Regions from separate parts of the Mus musculus genome. Here region 1 is linked to region 2. A link is a contact called in public Hi-C data. All regions are on one chromosome and are shown on one strand. The core of a region is the stretch at or near the end of the contact, and the rest is flanking DNA. Distances in the headings are between cores, read along the strand shown.

Evidence for each region. A called contact is a pair of places that touch in the nucleus more often than the background predicts.
Region 1: a Hi-C map of the N1E-115 cell line shows a contact between it and region 2, with 14 times the contacts expected there. The contact joins two enhancer-like sites. A contact is called at or near these places in 1 of 484 Hi-C or Micro-C datasets (the N1E-115 cell line) and 1 of 9 other capture datasets (embryonic stem cells).

Annotation. Positions count from the first base shown.
Region 1 is chr4:84,836,885-84,839,584 of GRCm38.p6, reverse strand. No RefSeq gene overlaps it. Among named protein-coding and RNA genes, the nearest start is that of Cntln, 46 kb to the left of the region's middle. Within about 2 kb of position 1,309, at least 3 of the 459 cell types and tissues checked have an H3K27ac peak or open chromatin away from gene starts, as enhancers often do. A contact at or near this core is called in the N1E-115 cell line, where this site is marked.
Region 2 is chr4:84,276,980-84,279,909 of GRCm38.p6, reverse strand. All of the region lies in intron 6 of Bnc2 (basonuclin 2), which reads left to right. Among named protein-coding and RNA genes, the nearest start is that of Gm33597, 58 kb to the right of the region's middle. Within about 2 kb of position 1,594, at least 4 of the 459 cell types and tissues checked have an H3K27ac peak or open chromatin away from gene starts, as enhancers often do. A contact at or near this core is called in the N1E-115 cell line, where this site is marked.

The DNA of each region.
Region 1 (2,700 bases), core at 60-2,559, 560 kb before region 2:
CTGCAGAAACTTCCTATGGCTAGGCCAAGCTAGTAATCACCACCACAAACAGGCATTTTAAGTGATTTAATGTGATTTCTGCCCTATCACACAGCTGGTAGCAGAACACAGACTAGATTTCAGGTTTATAATTTCATACATTTCTCCTAAAATATATTTTATTCAAATTCAAACAATAAGTAAAGACTTTATAAGGCTCCCGTATATCCATCCCATAATCAGCCTCCAAACACTGACACCATTGCACGAATCAGCAAGATTTTGCTGAAAGGACCCTGATATAGCTGTCTCTTGTGAGGCTATGCCAGTGCCTGGCAAACACAGAAGTGGATGCTCACAGTCAGCTGTTTAATGGATCACAGGGCCCCCAATGGAGGAGCTAGAGAAAGTACTCAAGGAGCTAAAGGGGTCGGCAACCCTATAGTTGGAACAACAATATGAACTAACCAGTACCCCGGAGCTCGTGTCTCTAGCTGCATATGTAGCAGAAGGTAGCCTATTCGGCCATCATTGGGAAGAGAGGCCCCTTGGTCTTGAAAACTTTATATGCCCCAGTACAGGGGAATGCCAGGGCCAAGAAGTGGGAGTGGGGGGAGGGGAGTGGAGGGTGGGCTGGGGGACTTTTGGGATAGAATTTGAAATGTAAATGAAGAAAATACCTAATTAAAAAAAATAAAATAAAAATAAGGCACCCATATAGCTGTTGTTTGCAAGGTTTGCACGGGTGTATTTTATAGTGTGGTGATAACGAAGAGGTCAGAATTCCACATCTTTCTCCTTTTCCTTTTTGAGGTTGATTCTGCTCTCCAAAAGCCTGCCAGCTTGGCAAGCTAGAGCAGGAGAGAAACCTGCAGGTCCACCCCGTGGCAGGCAGGCCAGCATCCTCTCTCCAGGCCAACAGGCCATTCTACTAATGGGCTTTTGTATTTCATAATTAAATAAAGAAGTCATGTAATGAATGTTCACCTCTTTACTTGATGGAATTTTGGTCTCTTGAGCTACCTAAGGTATGTGTGTCATAAATAAAATTCTAAATATATTTTAAAAGCCTGTAACATATGTTTGAAGTAGAAGTCGAATTCCCTTTGAGAGAGAGAGAGAGAGAGAGAGAGAGAGTAGAGAGAGAGAGAAGACCTGAGAAATTTAAGGGGAAATTTAAGGAATTTGTGTGTGTTGTTGTTTTTCAAAAGAGAAATAAAACTCTGGTGGTTTCTTCTCCCCTGGTTTCTGCTTTGACAGTTGTGGGTGTGGCAGCCAGTATCCCCTCATCACTATGACTCATACTCATTTATGGAGTCAACAAAAAGTGCCATCCCAGGAAGCTCTCCTTCAGAATACCTCTGTCTCTGGAGCCAGTTGCCACATTACAATCATGACAACAAATGGACTGATGGCAGCATCTGCTTAATCTGACATTTGTCCAGTGTCACCGCTGCACTGTCCTTAACTGAGACTATTTATTTGATGTGGTCTAGTTTCTTCATTTCCTAGTTACCAAAACGAGCTTAATTTAATCAACCCCGACTGGAAAGCTGTCAGTCTTCACGGCTCCTCATCTTATCTTTGATGCTTAAAGAACATATGAACCAAATATTGTCTTAATCTAAATGGTTGGATTTTTCTGATGTCATATTAATATTCCAAGACTGTTTCGGCTGTTTGTTAAAAACCAAGAACATTACAGAGTTTCTAAAGTTTCTAGGAAATGAAAAATAAATACTAGCTGATATTTGTGACATACATTTTATGCAAATGGAAGAAGCCAGTCAGCAAAATTATAAACTCTTTTGTAAATTCCTGAGTGAATTCAGAAGATATTTAACATACTAACCAGTTAATATTATGTTCTCTGTGAATTAGAAATAATCTTAATCCTACAGATGAAAGATGAATAGTTCTACAAGAACCCACTTTCCACTTTGTACCTCTAATAATAATTGTGTTTTAGTAAGGAACTAGAGATGATTTTCCTATGATAGGAGAAAAACATCATTGACCTTTCATAATAAAAATTTGTAAAATGCTGTAAAACAAAGAAAATCAGGTTTGTCTGTCCTTCGAGGATTCAGGTGCCGAACAGACTCCCTGGTTAGTTCTACTTACCATTTGGACAGTTTTCAAGTGCCATATTTGAATCTATTTGTGATGTAATCATTGTAAGATTGGTGCATTGTCTAGTCATTGATATTCAAGGACCATTTGCAAAACGATGTTCAAACATAGTGGACGTATTATTACAACCACTCCTTTTTAGTATGTGATCATATACACGGACATCACAAAACCCAATATTGCCATCCACACTGGTTGTTCAATAAAACCTAATTATGTGTATAGAAGCCCATTCTATAGCTACTCTGCCCTCCACAAGAGCCTTAGAATAAGTGTGTGGCCAATGTTGCCCTCTAGTGGTTAGCATACCCAGGTGAGTCGGAGTACCCGAGATTCCCCTCCTGAGTTGTATATGAGACAGCCAGGGAGACAAACTTGGAAGCTGGTAACAGAAACCTTAATAAAGCATATGTGATATAATTTGAGTGGTAAAAACTGTTTTCATTATTATAACACTGTATTTGATCTCTACCAAGGCTATACTCAGCACAAAGAGTAGCTGGACTGAATTGTTGTGGTTAAAAAGAAACTTTTGTGGAATGTTCTGAGAGTTATAAATAATATTTTATTGTTTTGATATTCATGTAC
Region 2 (2,930 bases), core at 345-2,844:
TCTTCATAGCTGTATCTATCACCTGCTTACTCAAGGCAGGCAGAGGCAGCTTCTTATATTCTTCATGCTCTTAGTCTAAATGTTGACAAAATTTAAGTCTTCTCTTAAGGTAAATGTTTGGAACACTGGATTCCTTTCTTTTCAAAACCAAGCATTATCCTTGGATAATGGATCCTTGTGCTGGGCTCTTCCTATTTGCAGCAAGCTGTGCCCTCCCTCCTGTCTTTGGGCTTCTTTTCTCTCAGCATCTGATTGTCAGTAGTGAGTTCTTTCTGTCTTCCTTCTTTTTACCTCTTCAGTTTTGCTGATCCAATTAAACTTGTAATATTCTTCAAATGGCTATTAACCCCGGGTCTTTGAATCTCACGAGGACGGTATTTTTTATGACAGTCAGTGGTTTGAACTGACCGATTAGAGGGTCTGACAATAGGTCTTTGTTAAAGCCAAGCGGTCCATTTGGTAGAGTGAGAACGCTAACCTGAGGAACAGGACCAGTTCCTGCTAGGAACCTTGGTCAGCCCACTTTCCTGCTCTTCTTCCAACCCCAGCAATAGCATGGCAAAGACTCCCAAGTCCAAGGCATGGGGCTAAACCAGCAGGCTTCCCCCAGCCCATTCTCCTCACCCCATCCATGTGTTTTGCATATGGCATTTGGGAAGATTATTAAACAAAAATGAAATAGATTAAGAAGTGAACATAAAAGAATCAATTCTCTTGAACTGTGGTTGCATAATGGAAATCGACTGCTGTGAATGAACCCATGCACTGAAGTTATGAACAGCAAAGTTAATGCACTGCCATGAGTTCATCTTTATTATTACATTACACCTGAATCAATTGATAAAGTAGCTTTTTTTTTGTAAGCGAGAGATGGCACTTAATTGAATAAAAGTCAATGTAATTATATTAGCAGAGGCCAACAGTACTGCTGACAGCGGAAAAGGGACACTGTTGCACCGAGTGCCAGAGCTGGTCTCCACATTTCTGCACATCGTTTGGTTGACAGATATTGAGGGCTGGTACATCATCTAATTAGATTACAGTCCTCTTGTGCTGCATGTGAGAAATGAAGAGAAAAATCTCTTCCTGGTAACATATCAGTGGAGATGTGTAAATTCACAAGTCATCTTATGGCAGAGGTGTCCCTCTGGGTGATCAGCATACCCTCTTGTCAATGTTAATTTATTCTTTCCTATTCAGTCTGTCTTGATGCAACTTTTGTGTGTCTGGCTGCTGTTTTCTCAGCAGCGAACCTAGGAAGTGCAGTGACTGCGGATGTGTGAGCAACAGCACAGAGGTCTAGACTGCAGTCAGATGTGTGCTTATGAAACTCGGAAAGGGTGGGTGTTAAAAGTAATGAGTGACGATAGGGTTTCATGAGCTGCTTACAGTTGGCAGACTGTTTTATCAATAGAGGAGCGATACACATTTTAACTATCTCCACGTTCCTTCTTGTTAAGCCCTGGTGGTATGTGTCTCCCCCGCATGACATTCTAAGAACTTCATGGTAGGCACTTTCTGCACTCTGCTTAGCAGTGTACACTTGAGTCACCTGACACCAGGGACAAGTGGCAGGGGGGTGTTAGGGGAAGAGAGGGTGAATGTCAGAACAGGACTGTGGTGACAACATCTGTTTATCTACATTCATACATCCGCACACTGCATGCATCTGTTTGGAACTCATTTATGGATGATGCTGATGCTGTAAATTCGGTTTTAGCTCATTTGATTTATGGTTTTTGGAATATTCAGGTGATCTGAAAATCAAGACAACATACAGATGATCACTTATGACAGAAAATAATTTTGAGATCAGACAATTTAAATCCCTATTTTATTGTTTAAGTTTTTTAAAACCGGATGCCTAGAATGTGAATTTGTTTTCTCTCTCTCTTTCTCCCTCTCTCTCTCTCTCTTTCTCTCTCTCTCTCTCTGTCTCTCATTCTTGCTTTCTTTTGTGATCGATTTAGCAAAAGATTAGAAAGCTGATCTTATTGTCACAAGGTAAGCTCAGCCTTCCCAAGTGCAGCGTGGAGAGGGCTGCCCCCCTCTGCCCCCTCCACCCAGAGTGCTGATTGTCTCATGTGGAAAGGTGGGACACCTCTCCCTCCTTTCTGGTCCTGGAGGCACATACCTCTCACACATCTCTAGGAAATGTTAGCTATACTTGGTGCCAATTGAAGTGGCTTTTCATTATAAGTAGGAGGTCTCATGAAGTTAATGCTGGCCGTTTAGGTCATTTCTACTATCACAATTAACTTCTCTAAGATGCCAGCTTCTGACGCTGGCAAGTTTTATTTCCTGTTTCTATATCACTTTATTTTTTGGAGGGTAGCTTTCAATTTAGGGACTTGGCAAATATCTGAGCATTTGCAGGTGGAGAGAGGTATATGCCCAAGGGCGCTTTAAAAGTCAACGGGGGATGTAAATACAAGGCAATGTTTTCAGATAAACAGTGACATGGACTTTTCAAGTGAGATCCCTATAGATGCTCTGGGAATGAATCTCACCCTTTTAAACACAAGCAAAGCTTTCGGTGAGGTTTTGCTTGTCAAAGCAAGGGTTCTATTTGTCAAATAAAGGGAATATATGTCATTGTGTTTGAATTTTTTTAATTTACTGTGCATTAATTTTATCCTTTTGGATTTTTTATGGGGGGAGGTAGGGGCCGGATATTTTAGAAAATAGCAGCTTATGCTTTAAAGAATTAAACCTTGAAATAGCATTATTTTATGAAGACAGTTCAATACTATAAAATGTAGTAACTTTTGAAAAAATAAATGTATTTTACTATTAGATTTGACTGGAATTCCAGATAGGTTCAAGAAAGGATCTCTTAACTATTTGAAGTCACTAATTTGCTAAGACTTTTTTTTTTAACTATAAACATGAAATACAGGAGAGTGAGGAGGAAAATTTTTTTTTAAAGT